Regions from separate parts of the Mus musculus genome. Here all the other regions are linked to region 1. The links are chromatin contacts, called in public Micro-C and promoter capture Hi-C maps. All regions are on one chromosome and are shown on one strand. Each heading gives the region's core, a stretch centred on a gene start, on an enhancer-like site or on the middle of the called end of the contact. The rest is flanking DNA. Distances are from core to core; before and after follow the strand shown. Region 1 holds the start of Kdm7a (lysine (K)-specific demethylase 7A). Region 2 holds the start of Dennd2a (DENN/MADD domain containing 2A). Region 3 overlaps Hipk2 (homeodomain interacting protein kinase 2). Region 4 overlaps Dennd2a (DENN/MADD domain containing 2A).

Evidence for each region. Promoter capture Hi-C pulls out the DNA fragments that hold promoters and counts their contacts. Hi-C and Micro-C count contacts between places; a contact is called where the count stands out from the background.
Region 2: a Micro-C map of embryonic stem cells shows a contact between it and region 1, with 8 times the contacts expected there. The contact joins the promoter of Dennd2a here to the promoter of Kdm7a in region 1. A contact is called at or near these places in 21 of 39 promoter capture datasets (the 3T3-L1 cell line, 3T3-L1-derived adipocytes, the HPC-7 cell line and 13 more), 19 of 484 Hi-C or Micro-C datasets (the N1E-115 cell line, cerebral cortex, cranial neural crest and 7 more), 5 of 115 datasets of contacts at active chromatin or transcription factors (astrocytes, cardiomyocytes, embryonic stem cells and 1 more) and 2 of 9 other capture datasets (adipose tissue and embryonic stem cells).
Region 3: a contact with region 1 is called in a promoter capture Hi-C map of liver, with 4 times the contacts expected there. The contact joins the enhancer-like site here to the promoter of Kdm7a in region 1. A contact is called at or near these places in 6 of 39 promoter capture datasets (the 3T3-L1 cell line, 3T3-L1-derived adipocytes, hippocampal neurons and 1 more) and 1 of 115 datasets of contacts at active chromatin or transcription factors (memory CD8 T cells).
Region 4: a promoter capture Hi-C map of embryonic stem cells shows a contact between it and region 1. The contact joins the enhancer-like site here to the promoter of Kdm7a in region 1. A contact is called at or near these places in 4 of 39 promoter capture datasets (cranial neural crest, embryonic stem cells and hippocampal neurons), 1 of 484 Hi-C or Micro-C datasets (embryonic stem cells) and 1 of 115 datasets of contacts at active chromatin or transcription factors (embryonic stem cells).

The regions. Positions count from the first base shown.
Region 1 is chr6:39,204,981-39,208,702 of GRCm38.p6, reverse strand. Kdm7a (lysine (K)-specific demethylase 7A) reads left to right here and starts at 1,930. Exons shown (of 20, transcript NM_001033430.4): 1 at 1,930-2,262. The coding sequence starts at 2,069.
Region 2 is chr6:39,555,779-39,559,500 of GRCm38.p6, reverse strand. It overlaps Dennd2a (DENN/MADD domain containing 2A), which reads left to right and starts at 1,667. Exons shown (of 19, transcript NM_172477.4): 1 at 1,667-1,926.
Region 3 is chr6:38,858,625-38,862,346 of GRCm38.p6, reverse strand. All of the region lies in intron 1 of Hipk2 (homeodomain interacting protein kinase 2), which reads left to right. Among named protein-coding and RNA genes, the nearest start is that of Hipk2, 16 kb to the left of the region's middle. Within about 2 kb of position 1,821, at least 2 of the 459 cell types and tissues checked have an H3K27ac peak or open chromatin away from gene starts, as enhancers often do. A contact at or near this core is called in liver, where this site is marked.
Region 4 is chr6:39,536,330-39,540,051 of GRCm38.p6, reverse strand. All of the region lies in intron 1 of Dennd2a (DENN/MADD domain containing 2A), which reads left to right. All of the region lies in intron 1 of 8030453O22Rik (RIKEN cDNA 8030453O22 gene), which reads right to left. Among named protein-coding and RNA genes, the nearest start is that of 8030453O22Rik, 11 kb to the right of the region's middle. Within about 2 kb of position 1,606, at least 91 of the 459 cell types and tissues checked have an H3K27ac peak or open chromatin away from gene starts, as enhancers often do. A contact at or near this core is called in embryonic stem cells, where this site is marked.

The DNA.
Region 1 (3,722 bases), core at 681-3,180:
AGTCAAACTCTGGACTCAGTGTTCTATGGATTCATTTGCTCACAGATTCTCTGAATGGACAGAGTATGTTCGTACTTCTACAAATAGAGATTGGTTCTGCTATTACTAGTCTACCAGGAAAAGTGCTCTAGTTTTCTTCTTCCATATTTGTAGCTCTCCTTTTCAAGAGGGAGAAACCGAACTCCTGTTTCCTTAGTATAATTACCTATTGAAACAACATGCTGTATATAACCAATCCTCTCTTTATTCTCTACTCGGTGTTACTCTTCTAAAGCCAGGTGTGCCCTCAGAGAACACTGTGTACCAGGCTGCTTTCTGCATGGACGCCCCTGGCTTCCATGAGATAGCTTTGGCTGCCTTTCACTCACTGGTTGTCTTGTGCAGTCCGCACACACCCTCTTTAAGACACATTAAATAAATAACTTCCTTTTGCTTTTCTTCTTTCCCTCCTTTTTCTCTTCTGCCTGAGTGAGGTAATTAAAAGAGGCATTATTAGCTATAATTTTTAATAGATCTTTCAGGAATTTGTTGAGCCACGATACTAAAATTACATATGCTTCAAATTTATTGGGTTTGTGTCAACCATGATTTTCAGGCCTTTCTTTTCTTGTGATGTATGTGAGAAACATACATCTGTGTAGTACAGAAAGGATTGGGCATATAACGGAGAAACAAGTTTAGTTCCAATTCTGAGATTGTGGCAATTTACTCGATTTCCTCCACTAAAAGAAAAAAAATAAAAATAAAAATAAAGGCTAGACTAAACCAGGGAGCGTCACTGCCTGGGGACGGTGAGTTGACTCACCTGTTCATGTTCCAAAACATAAGTTACCCAGGGAGCTTTATTGCTTTCTCTGGATATAAATGCTCACAGAGATTCAGCTTCCAAGTTGATTTGATAATCCTTAACATTCTATTCACTTTTCTCTATTCTAAATTTGTTGGGTAGTTTTATTCCTCAGTTTATCACCTCACATCTGATTCAGCTTCACCTTTGACTAAAAAAACAGTGATGGCCTGTGTTGCGCAGAGAACTCCTAAAGGATTTTTTTTTTCTTTTTGGTAGCATCTCCCTTCCCAGGGAAAAGACGTTTCAAAATTTTCTCCCCACTTCCCCAATTAGCAGAGCAGAGCAGAGCAGTCACAGCCAAGTTGTGTTATTTATAAAAACACCGGTTCTTCATTCCTCTCACCAACCCCATCTCAAGCCTGGTTCCCCCTTGGCGACAGATATTAACGGAATTCCTCCTGGAGACCACGTTCTTCCCCCCCCCCACAACAGCGGCTCCAATCAACACACAGATTTCCAAGTTGCTCTCTGGGAATTTGGGCGCGACGCTTTCGGAAGTTTGAGTGCGTTTCACAAGGCGTTCCTCCACCTCGGGAGGCACAACTGCTTGACGTGTCACCCCGGTCGGGGCCCACGCAGGACGGGGGTGGCATCCTCAGTGGGCGGCTGCTAAGTGACGCGAAGCGAAGCGACCCTGGAGGGCTGAAACTTCCGAGCTTCTCCGCCTCAGAATACAGCCACAGCATCCACCTTTTCACACGGCAGGAACTTCCCCCGCGAGCCTGGGCTTCCACTCGGGGAGCAGTGAGGACGGCGAGACCCGCTCCACGCACGCTCCCGCCGTCCTCCTCCTCCTCCGTCTGCAGTCGCGCGCCCGCCGCCGCCACTGCGGCGCGTGCCCTCACGGCGTCTCCGCCCCCTCCCCGGACCGCCAGCCCCGCTGCGGGTCGCCGCGCAGGTCGCCGCGGAAGGTGCCAGGGAGCGCGCGCGGAGACCGAGAACGTGCGCGGGACGCACGGCCCCGCGCTGAGCGCCGGAAGCAGCCGACGGGCCTCGCGCGTCGCGCGCGCGCGCGCCGCCCCCGCCCCTGAGCCGCGACCTTGCTCGCTCGCGCGCGCGCACTAAGACGCCGCCGCCGCAGCCGCCGCCGCTGCTGCTGCCGCCGCCGCCGCCGCCGGGGCTGCTGCTCCGGCTGCTGCAGGAGGCGGCGCTGGCTGGCGGCTGCGCTCGCTCCAGTCAGCGAGCGGAGGAGCGAGCGTGTGTGTGTGTTTTTTAAAGATGGCCGGAGCGGCGGCGGCGGTGGCCGCGGGAGCAGCAGCTGGAGCCGCCGCGGCAGCGGGGTCGGTGTCCGCTCCGGGTCGGGCCTCGGCGCCCCCTCCGCCTCCGCCCGTGTACTGTGTATGCCGGCAGCCGTACGACGTGAACCGCTTCATGATCGAGTGCGATGTCTGCAAGGACTGGTTCCACGGCAGGTAAATAAACCCCCTCAGTCCCACCGCCGTCGCCTGCGGTCACCGACCAGCCGCTGCCGCTGCCGCCTGCGCCTCCCTCGGGCTCGGCTGCCGCGTCGCTCCCCACGTCCCGACTCTTAGGCACCGAGTGTCCGGGCCGGGTGGAGGCGAGAGCGGGGGCCCCCGGTTGCCCGGCAGGCTGCGGAACGGAGCCGGTGGGCTCGGCCGGCCCGGGCGAAGAGTCGCCACAACAAACAGGAACAAAGGGGCCGGCAGAGAAGTTGGCAGGGGAAGCCCGGTTGAGGGGACGCGGTGGGCGGCACGGCTCGGGTGGCGGAGGAGCGAAGGCAGGCCCGCAGCCCGCGGTCCCCCCACCGCCCTGGCTGCCGCCCACTGCTGTGTCCCGGGCTCCCTTCGCCCCGTGCCTGCCCTCGCCAGCCGCCGCGCTTGCTGCGCTTCCGGGCGGCCGCGGCTCGGTCCGGTCGCGGGTCGCCCCCGCCGCGGGTCCCGTCGCGCCCCCTTCTCTCTTTATCAAACTTCCTCGGGCGGCGGGACGGGGCGGTGGGACGACGGGCGCGAGTAAACAGAGCAACAGATGTGGCACTCGCGAGGTGCGGGGCCCCGTCACGGCACAGTTTGGCCAGCCGCTGGCCCACCCCGCAACACACCCCCTATGGCCGGGGGGGGGGGGCGGGCGGGCCGGGCCGAGGGGACGTCGCCGCAGACCCTCCCGGGCGTCGCTGTAGCGCCTCAAACTTTACAGTGAGTGCGTCTCTGGCGACACCCGGACGGCCCGCCGCGGTGGCCTGGGCACTGCGGCCATCCAACTTTGGGGCGGTGCGGTGGCGGACGATGCCCTCCGATGCCGCCGCCGCCGCCGCACCGCAGGTTTGACGTTTGGGAGAGCTCGGGCCGCCTCCGCAGCCAGGCCGCCGACTCGTGTGTTTTGTAATCAAAGTGTGAGGCTAATAAAGGGCGGCGCCAGAGCCTCTTGACTCCGGCGTGGGAGGGATTCGCAGGCATTTAAACAAAGAAACTAGTTGGGGTTGGGCTCCCAAAGTCCTTATTTGGGTGTTGTGGCAAAGCCTGCGGTCACCTTTAGGTGAGGCAGGTTTTCTGGGCACCGTTGTATGTTGTATCTTGACGAGAGCCCGCTTGGGAGTTAGAGCTGATATGGTGACTGTGGTTGTAGGAAGTATCCTTTGATTGACAGCAGGACATTTAAATACAGCCTCCGCTCCCCCTCCCCAATATTACAGAAACATTGCACCACCAGGCCAGATGTCTTAGTCTCCCTCTACTGGTCTGGGGAGAGAAAACCATTGAAATTACAGGGTTCTTTCAGTGTTGACAACTAACTGCGTAGAGTTTGACTTAATTTTCAAGTGCAGTTAAATTTACCGAGTTTTAAAGTTACAGGACTCTGACAACAGATAGCATACACAAACGTATCACTTTAAAAGAGGGGTAATGTGCTCATT
Region 2 (3,722 bases), core at 418-2,917, 350 kb before region 1:
AGGCCTCAACGATCTCCTGCAATGAGCAAACCCCTCAACTATGAAGGACATGCAACTTTGTTTCGCCTGGAACTTTAAGTCCCAGTTCCCTGGTGTCTGAAGTCCACTCTCATTACCATACCTCACCCCCTGCACACAGACTAGAGATCTCCTGCCTCAGTCTCCTGAGTGTTGGGTTACAGACATGCCTCGCCTGGTTTCCTCTTTATATGAAGCTCTAGTTTTCTTCTGAGGACCCACTTTGTGAAGTTGTAAGACTCTGGGTCTGTACCTATCCCACCCCCAACTGGCCACCCCAACCTAAGCTTTAGGCCATTAGGCTACTCTTGAAGGTCTCTAATAGCCAGGAAGGAGACTGGCTGGCACCTACCCTCAGGGCAGATAAATTGTCACTGTCAGGCCTGAGCACTTAGCATCTGGTGTTTCTCTGCTTGGACCCCTTTGCCTTTAGCATAATATTCAAATTCTGCCCAGGCCACTTGAATCCCTCCAGGCCTACCCATCGATCCTTATTCCCTCCCACTTAAGGGTCCCCCAAATACCATAATGTGACACCCCCACAACACCAGTCACACTCTTCCCTCTTTTCAGGCTGTCTTTTCTTGCCCTGTTTCTCCACCTTCTATAACTGATTCACTATCGCTGGTCACCAAAGCCCCAGAGAATGCCCCAGCCTGTGTTGGCTCCCTTAAGGCCCCCACAGCATTTTCAAGTGGACTCCAATTTGGCAATCCTTTTTTTTTTTTTTTTTTTAAGATTTATTTATTTATTATATGTAAGTACACTGTAGCTGTCTTCAGACACTCCAGAAGAGGGAGTCAGATCTCATTACGGATGGTTGTGAGCCACCATGTGGTTGCTGGGATTTGAACTCTGGACCTTTGGAAGAGCAGTCGGGTGCTCTTACCCACTGAGCCATCTCACCAGCCCCCCAATTTGGCAATCCTACTGTCTTAAAAACCTCCTGTGTGAGTGCTTTGACTGCACCCTGTGTACGTGGGACCGTGGGACCGTGGAACCGTGGGACCGTGGGACCGGTGTGCTGTAGAAAGCCAGTTCTCTGATCACTTTTCCTGACCAGGGCTTGGGACCCATTCTGTACCCTTCTGTAGGGAGGTGGGCCCCTGGATCCTTATGGCCCAGGCTCCTGAGTTGCTTAGGGGCAAATATGGACCCTTGGGTCCAAATAGCTTGTCTCATGACTGTGAGTTGTTGCTTATGGGCAAACTGGGCCTCGAAGGCCTATCTCATGACTGTCAGTTGCTTGGGGGCAAATGTGGAGCCCAATTCTGCCTGAGGCGTCCACCCTAACTGCTCAGAAACAAAGCAAGGGCAGGGAGTGTGGCTACGGCTTTGGTGCTGTCTAAATCTGGTTCTCGGCCCCTGGCTAAGCGCATCTCAAGAATGGACCTCAGTCGGGGTAGCAGAGAACCGGTTCGGCGATCTTCAGCACAGAAAAGGTTAAGCCACCGTCTCCCCCACCCCTCGAAAGGCGAGGGGGCGAGTGAGTGCGGCAGAAGGTCCTGTTTACCGTGGCTCCCCTCGGCGGCGGGCCCTGGGAGAGTGGTTGCTGTGGCAACCGGCCGGGCGCCCGCCAGCTGCGGATTAGCTCACTGGAGCCGCGGGATGGGTCGGGAGGAGGGGGCGCGCGTCACTGCAGACGGTCGCGGCGCAGCCCAGGGCAGAGGAAGGGGCCGCGCGCGCGGGAGGCCAGAGGAGACGCAGCACGCCTCCGAGGCCGGAGGCGGCGGGGACCGGACGGGAGCGCGCGCGGCGGGGACCCGAGGGGCTCGCGGCGGCCGGGGGAGGCCGCGCGGACAAAGGCGCGGAGGGCAGCGGGCCATGGCGCCCCAGGCCCCCGCCGCCCCTGCCCCGGGCGACCGCGAGTTGCGCCCCAGAACCCGCGGAGCCGACGCCCGTAGAGAGGTAGGGCTGGGCGCCGGAGTGCGGGCGACCTCGGGGGAGACCCGGGAGGGTACGCGCGGGGGCGACGAGGAGACTGCAGGCGCAAGCCGGGGCTCCTCGCAGGCGGCGCTGGGGACGCTTCAGCGGGGCCCTGGGGACCCGCGCAGGAAGCGATCCACAGCTCTTTCCCGGGTCGGGCTAACTTCAGGGCCGAAGAAACTTGCAGAAACTGGGCAGAGCCCGGCCCTGCGCTGTGCCGGAGCTCCCGGGCGGCTGTGAGTGAGTACGCGCGTGTGAGACCGAGTGTGTACGCTGGGGTGGGGGAGTCCAGGCGGCTCTAGTCGGGATTTGTCGTGGTGGAAAGTGGGGTACGTTGAAGTTTACTTCTCCCACTTTCCTCCCCAAGGATGGAGTTGGGAGTAGATGGAGCCCAGGGTAAGTCTCTTAACCACACAGGATATAGTCCTGTGCAGGAGAGTCACTGTGATATGGAGTCAGACCACTGAGCCAGAGGGAGCTCAGCGCCCGGAATCCTGTAGTGAGGGGCAGACACAGGAAGCTAAGGAGTGCCTTCCTTTGGCCCTGGATTGGAACAAGGAGAGAGCTGGGACCCTAATTTAACCAGCCTGCTGAGGAAGGAGCAGGCTGACTTCTGGCCGGGTGCTCTGATGGCTTTCAGGGTTGTGACTATAGCTCCCCAAAAGACAGGTAATTGTGGAGTGTGGTAATAGTGTTATAATAGGCACTTTACAGTAATTTGTTATGAAACACTTGCACCTGCTGTGGTTACTATAGAAAAGCCTTTCTCCTTCAGTACCAAACACCTGAAGAGTTGAATAGGCTCTTTAGGGAATGGACCACAGAGGAGAGAGTTGGAGATTCAGAGAGGAAGCAGAAGGCAAACAGAAACAGACAGTTTATTTATTTGAGACAGGGTCTCAGTATGTGACCCAGGCTGGCCTCAAACTTAAAGTCCTCCCTTTTGTCTTAACTCTCTAAATTCAGGATTACTGGTAGGCAGGCAGGCTCAGTTCAGGGACTTGTTTGTTTGAGGCAGGGTCTCAGGTAGCTTAGACAGACCTTGAACTTGATTTTGAATTAATTTTTTTAAATGTACTATATCTTTATGAGTTTCCCTGAATGTATGTCTGTACACCATGTTCATGCAGTGCCCACGGCCGCTCTAGTGCCTATCCTCTAGGACTGGAGTTAGTTACACACAGTTGTGGGCTGCTATGTGAGTGCTAGGAATTGAACCCAGGTCCTCTGGAAGAGCAGCCCGAGCTCGTGCTCTTAACTGATGAGCCATCTCTCTAGTCCCTGAGTCTACCTCCAAAACACTAGAATTACGGGAGTGTGGCACAAACCTTTATGAGATGTCTGGGGTCAAACCTGGGGCTTCCTGCTTGCTCAGTAAGTTCTCTACCAACTAAGCTATGTCTCCAGCTCTGAGACTATTTTTTAAATTAAAATAATTTTATTGCATTTTTATTTATTGTGTATGTGCTACTAGTCATGTATGTAGATCAGAAGACAATTTGTAGGAGTCAGTTCTGCCCTCCCATCGTGTGGGTGGTCAGGATTGAACTTTCAGGACATCAGGCTGAGCCAACTTGCCATTCCTCAGAGACTGTAAGGGATGGTAATAAGGGACTGGCAGAGAGCTTCGTGTCTGGATGTTCATTCTGGAAGATGCACCTGCCAGGTCTTACTTCACTCATATAAATGGGTCTGCGTGCTGGTGACTGGGGACATGTTGGTACCAGAAGCTACCATTCCAGTCTGGCCTGGCTATTCATGCTGTATGCTGTAGAACC
Region 3 (3,722 bases), core at 572-3,071, 350 kb after region 1:
ACTAATACCTGGGTTGCAGGGATTGAGTTTAGGTTACCAGGTTTAGTGACAGGTGCTTTAACTGCTGAGCTATCTTGCTAACCACTGAACTCACAGCCAGCAATGCTGTAACTAAAGCCCAAATGTGCTTATCAAATGCATGCTTTTTTCTCATAAGGAACAGCACATCTTTCTTATATCTTGAAGCTCATATGAATACCTCATCACAGTGTTTAAAACTTCAGCATTTTTAGCCGGGCAGTGGTGGTGCACACCTTTAATCCCAGCACTCGGGAGGCAGAGGCAGGCGGATCTCTGAGTTTGAGGCCAGCCTGGTCTACAGAGTGAGATCCAGGAGAGCCAAGATCTACACAGAGAAACCCTGTCTCTAAAAAACCAAAAAAAAAAAAAAAAAAAAACCCCAAAAAACAAAAACAAAAACAAAAACAAAAATCTTTAGCATTTTTAAACAGCAAAATCAACAAATAAAAAAAACCACAAAAAGACCAAAAAAAAAAAAAAAGTACCATATATGGTATATAGGGCAGTTGTTCCCTATGTAAGAGCTGAAATAAGAAGTCAGAGCATCACTTTGCTGGGTTTCAGCTAGGCACACATGAGGGCAGCATGGCCTCCCAGCTATTCTGCTATTGCATAGGAATGAGAGAAAGTGCCCTGAGTATTGATTTTGGAATTGCAAACCAGTTTTAGTGAACAGATGAATTTACAGCACAGAATCCTGAGTAAGGAAGGTGGACTGTGACTTGTGAACCCAATTGTTCCTACTGTCATACCTACCCTGGGACTGGCAAACTTTCTCAATAAAGGTCCAGATAATATATCTCTTGGACTTTGGGCAACACTGCGCGTACTGTAGTTGCCATGTGGAAGCAACAGAAAGGTGGGCTATATTTTATTTGCAAAAGTATACTTTGAGCTGAATTGGGCACCATTAACCTACTCTGTTATTAAATACTCTGTTATTTTGACTGATTTGGTGTGTGTGTGTGTGTGTGTGTGTGTGTGTGTGTGTGTACATGCATGCATGTGCCTGTGGTGAATGTTAGAGGTTGATGTCAGGTGTCTGTGTAATCGTTCTGTTTTCTTGAGACAGTCTTTCACAGAACTCACTGATTTGGCTGGACTGGCTAGCCAGTAATTCCTAGAACCTGCCTATTTCAGCTTCCCCAGCAGAGGGGTCATCATGGGTATGCATTACTGCACCCATTTTGGATGCTGGGATGAACTCAGGTCCTCGTGATTGTGCCTCTAGCCTTTTACAGTTGTCTCCCAGCCGCATGATCTAGCTTCCTAAATTGGCTACTCATGGCTCTCCTTCTCTTCTTCCTCCTCTTCCTCTTCCTCCTCCTTCTCCTCTTCCTCCTCTTCCTTCTCCCCCTTTTCTTTTAAAGTTTGTTTTGTTTATTTTGAGACAAGTATTTCAACATAGTCCATTTCAACAGTCTTGTGATGTAGACCAGGTTGGCCTCGAACTCACAAGTATCTGCCTGCCCTGTCTCCCAAGTGCTGGGATTAAAGGCATGTGCCACCACGCCATCTCTCATGCTCAATCTTGAGTCTCTCCAGCATGTCCCAATGTACCACAATGATATTAAGTGAATGTTAGATCTGTCACTCTGCCACTTCAGATATGCAAGTGCTTCCCATCCACTTTCAGTACAGTTCTGTAGAATAGCAGAGGTCACAGCGCTCCCTGCTTATTTCTCCAGTCTCCTTTGATGCCATTATTTTGACTCTTTCAGTTCTGTGGCTGTCCTGTTTCGGGGTTTGCTGCTCCATGCCATTATGTACAGTCTCTCTGCATGGAGTACCTGGCAAGCTCCTACTCACTCTTCAGTCAGAGTCCAAATGTTACTCCCTGCCCCTGACATTCCCTAGCCCTCACTGTCAATCACATGCTGATTTCCAACATCAGAACACCCTGTTTTGTTTTTTGTTCATTTGTTTTTCATTCATAATGTAACCTTTTCAGGTATCATTGGTTTGGGTGACCTTGTTTTCCACTTTCTTCTTCCATGAGGCTGCAGACTCCAATAGGAGAGGAGTGTGTTGTGACAGTCTCTGTGGTGTCCACCATATTATAGTTATGCACTACAGAGATGCTAAGTCAGTAGACAATCACACTATAAGGTGTGTTCACACACATTTTATATGTTGCTGCAGTAGAAAAATGCAGTGCTGATTCCAAACAAAAATTACGGTGTCCATGGTTGTGAAGTTGTGCCTTTATTGTCAGAGGGCAATTCTGAGGCAGATGCTCTGTCATCAGGCCTGTCTTGGTAAGTCAGCTCTCTCCTAGACAGGAGTGCTATGGGAAGTTTGTTAGTTTCCATTTCCCCTGAGCCTTTTGGACTTCATTGGTGAGGTTTTCAGGTGGGGAGGTGGAAGTGAAGTATTATTGCTTGTGGAGGCATTTCAGCTGGCCCTGTGAAAATCCACTCTGCTCCACTTTTATCCCTCTTAGACCTCAACTGGTAGGTGCTTTATTTTTATTGAAATCCTACCATCTAGGAAAAAAAAAATCTTTGATTTGCCAGAGAATGATCTAAGCAATGGTGCTCCAATGTGGAGATTATTCTGTTATTCCAAGAATCCTGCATGCTACCAGGAAGATAATATTTCAGATGGGCTTTTATAGGTTAATGGGAATCTTGAAGCTTTATTTAACGCCTTTGAAACACTGCAGTATAGAACATTAGAAATAAGCAATAGGTGTACAACGCATGTTCCTGCTGCTGCTACAGGTTTCCTCATGCTTTTAAAATATCACTCTTATTAGATATTACCATAGCCAGACTTTTCAGGTCTTTCTCTATAAATAGGAATATGAAAAAATTTAAATGACATAATGTTAGTCATTTTATAATCTTTTTTCTTGCTAATTTTATATTTCAGCAAAGCTTATTTAATAATTTGTTCATACTGTATTTCCATAATTGAAATGTCTTTTGAATCTGATACACTGAAGTCAGCATTCACTGCAGGCTGCTGTCCTGTACCTACCTAGTTGTGAACTTCCTTGTAGTCCGTTAGCCCTGTGCAGTTGCTGGATAGACTCTTAAACCTGCCACGTGAGTCGGCTGAGGTTTCTGTAGAGAGGATGAGCGTATTTCTTTAGTCTCTAGTTTCCTATGCCTAAGGTTTTGTTAGGTTCAGGTTGACTGGAATGCACCAGACCCACAATTGGCAAGGCTGTGGTTGTACCACACTCCACATTCACAGCAATACATTGAGATACTTATTTTCCTGAGATGTCACCCATGCTATCTGAGGTTAAACTTTTGGAGCTTTGTTGGTAGTGACACTTAACATTTCAATTTAGTTTTATAATTATTTCTTTTATCATAAATAAATAAGATTATGTTTTCATATATTTAACTAGCATTTTATATTTGTTTTATGTAAACTGTATTCTGAACTTCACACATTTTCTCAATATTTTGTTTATCTTTTCTTCCTTATTCCTAATAGTTCTTTATACACTGTATTTGAAGTGAGTTGTAAAAAATCCTTTTCTAGTTAGTCATGATGTTTAGCCCATCTCTTTAATGTAATAAAATATATCTCCTTAAAATTAGCTTTGGTATTTTGATTCAGTATTAGACCTTTTTTGTGTCTTGTTTTAATTTCCTTTTGGATATTATTGAAATCTAATTTTTTCCGTTTATATGTTGGTTCACTTGGTTTTTAAACTAGGATAGTATGTGTCCTGAGGTTTGAAT
Region 4 (3,722 bases), core at 357-2,856, 330 kb before region 1:
AGCTCTGCAGGGAAGGCTCGGGGAGCCCCTGGGCTAGTGTTGTCATTTCCAGACCTGACTTCCTGCCCCTCTCTCCCCTGTGAGCGCGTTTGGGAGTATCTCCCCATGGGCTTTTCTAGCTCATTATGTGCCCCACCCCCTTCCTCTTTGAATCTCCTCACTAGACTAGGGCTCTTTAGGAGCACAGTCATTTACAGGCTGGGTTCCCAGTGACCCCTGGGTCAGGAGGAGAGAGCTGCTGAGGCCAGCAGGAGGATGTGGCAGCCTGGGTCAGCCAGTGTAGGCGTCACTCCCAACAGGGTCCTGGGAGAAGGGGCTCCGCACTTCCTGGAACCAATGACTCCATAAGTAGAAGGGTGGGAAAAGTGGGAAGAGATTTGGGCATCCTCTCCCTCCCAGCAGCCCAGATCTGGCTTCTGCTCCTGATGCTGTGAGTGTTTTCATTCACGTGTGTCCCCGGCAGCTGCCGGGTGAATGTGCAGTCTGCTGTCTCGTGTAGTGTAGGTCCCAAAGCAAGAATTGAACAAGCCAGGAGTGGCTATTATTTGGTCCTCTATCTGTAGTGGCCACTCATTAAATTATCTCAGGACACACTGGTTGTTTGTTTTGCTTTTAGTGGGTGGTGGTGGTTTTGCAATGCAAAGAAATTTTACACACTTTCTAATATGGTGACTTCATTTACTTCATCTGGGGCTCAGTACACCCTCTGGTTTAGCACTTAATACCTTCATAGTCTTCAGAGAAACTTAGGTCTTGTGGCCATCTGCCTTACTGAGACTACAACAGACATTCCTGGCACCTCCAGAGTTATAAGGAATCAGCCTCACCAAGGAAAAGGGACTTCCTGAAAGCAGTTTTCCTAAGTTTGTGTTGAAAGCTGTTAGATCACACCCAGTCTGCTATTCAGGCTGGAGGCAAAGGGCTGGGGCTTGGGTTTCATCAGTGGCTGTCTCAGTTAGGGTTTTACTGCTGTGAACAGACACCATGACCAACTCTTAGAAAGGAAAATGTTTAATTGGAGCTGGCTTACAGGTTCAGAGGCTCAGTCCATAATCAAGGCAGGAGCATGACAGCATCCAGACAGACATGGTGCAGGCAGAGCTGAGAGTTCTACATCTTCCTCTGAAGGCTGCTAACAGAATACTGGCTCCCAGGCAGCTAGGATGAGGGTCTTAAAGCTCACACCCACAGTGACACACCTACTCCAACAAGCCCACACCATTGAATAGTGCCACACTCCCTGGGCCGAGCATATACAAACCATCTCAGTAGCCTAGAGAGCTCAGCTTCCACTAATGAACCACACGAATGCAGATGCCTCTTCAAGACTCTCTCTCCCCTTCCCTTTCCACTTTGGAAAATAGGTGTGTACTTATTGAACATAACATTGTGTGTCAATAGAGATCCTTTGTGTTGTTTAAACAAAGATGATGATATCTCATCGAACCTGTGGACAGGAGTGCGGGCTTCCCAAAGAGGGTCGGAACTAGGACGTACACAGTCGCCTGCTACCATCATTCTTTCTCACTGCTAGGCTCTGTGTTCCTTAGCCCGCAGGGAGGGAAACAGCTGCTTTATAGCAACTGTTTCCTGTTCCAAACCCACAGAAATTGACCCAACTTCCCTAAAGTGGAATCTGATTGGCCAAACACAAGTTGTCCCTTAGAGCCAATTAGCCGGGATCTGTTGCTAGGGGTTGCGGGGGAGTGAGTCTCTGGCTTAAATATGGCTGCCAGTGGCCTTGGGATCTGTGGTTGAAGGCAGGGAAAGACTGTAGAAGGTGATTGCTTCTCTGCAGGGTAAGCTAGCCCCTTTCTGTGCATGAACTACCTGCTACCTGTGAGTGCTTTCTTTAAGCATAGCATTTATTGAGCTTAGCTTTTTTGCTTCTTAGATCCTAAAGTCCACTCAGTGAATGCTTTGACACAAGCAGAAAATGAGGATTTGGGGAAAGATACAGCTATCCTGAGGCTTAGTGCTAGATACTGTTCACCTACTTCAGGACTCTTTTTATAAATTGAAATGGCCTTCCTGTTGTGATCAGTTCATTGTATTCAGTTGTTACACTATCAAAATTTGAGGTCAATTTTTCACTGTGCAAAAGAAACCTAGAAAAAGAAACCCGGGCTGGAGAGATGGCTCAGTGGTTAAGAGCACTGACTGCTCTTCTGAAGGTCCTGAGTTCAAATCCCAGCAACCACATGGTGGCTCACAACCATCCGTAATGAGATCTGATGCTTCTTCTAGGGTGTCTGAAGACAGCTACAGTGTACTTACATATATATAATAAATAAATAAATCTTTAAAAAAAAAAAGAAAAAGAAAAAGAAACCCGTATCCAGCATGTCCCTTGGTCATCCAACCTCCAGAAGCCCTAAATGACCTCTAAGCTGCTTTGTCTGTGTGGACTGGCCTATTGGGGACATTTTAAATGAAATTACACAGTATGTGGACTTTTAAAAAAGAGTCTTAAAAATTATTCTTTTATTTAATGTATGCGTGTGTATGTGGTGCGGGTGGGTGCCTGCAGGGTGCAGAAGTCCTGGATCCCTCAGAGCTGCAGTAACAGGTGGTTATGAATCACCAGATGTGGGTTCTGGGAACCAAACTCATGTTCTCGGCGAGAGCAGTGCATGTTCCTGTCCATTGACCCAGACAGGCCAGGTCTCACTCCAGACCCAGATTCGTTTTATTTTAAATTGTGTGTGTCAGTGTTTCTGTGTATGGGTGTGTTCTTTCCAGGGCAGGTGCCCACAGAGGCCAGAGGCATCAATCCCCCTTGTGTTGGAGTTAGGTGGTTGTTAGCCATCTTACCTAGGTGCTTGGTACCAAACTCAGGGCTCCTCTGCAAAAAGAGTTGTAGCACGTGTCTGTACTGCAGTCCTGTTTATGGCTCAGTAATATTCTGTTATTACTGGATATACCACATTATTTATCCATTCATTGGCTGATGGTTATTTGGAATTATTTGTTCAATGCTTCCATTTTATTGCTTTCTGGCCATTATGTGCAATGCCCCTCTGGACATTTCTGTAGAATATTTATGGGCATTGGTTTTTGTTTTTCAGGGCAAGTGTTACTTCTGTTACTAATTGTGCTTGTGCTTAGAGCAATGCCTGGCAGACTGTAACTGTTAGTTTCCTCACCCTGACCATCCCAGAAGGTTATGAATGAAAGTTATTTCCTGCCTGTTGCCCTTAGAAGCAGGTCAAGCTGCTCCAAATAGCCTGACCCTATGGGGTTCCTGAGGTTGCTGTCTCCATTGGGGCCTGGCAGAGCTGAGATTCTTGAATCAAGTCTTAGAGAGGTGATGATCCCATGTCATTCTTTATCTCGGGTGTGTAGGGGACAGAAACCAAGGCTTGAAAGGTGAAAAGGTGAAATATGGGATTTGGACTAGAGAGATCTGCCTGAACTCCCAGTTGTTTTACTTAAACTTGGTGATAATAAGCAAGCCTCTGACCCTTGATTTCATTTTTAAAGTGAGGCCAATTCCTAGTGGGTGGACATCTAGTTCTTCAGAGGCTGCTGTGGACCCCCAGGCTCCGGCTGTGTTGTGAAACTAGTTCTCGTTGGCTGTTGCTGGGTTTCTGACTGAGAAAGACCCAGGCCCTTCTCAGAAGTTCCCCAGGGCTCAAGACTCATCCAGTTTTATGGAATTACCTTTTCTCTTTTGGTACTGGAGGTTGAATCCAGGGTCTTCTTAGTACTAAATGTGTGTT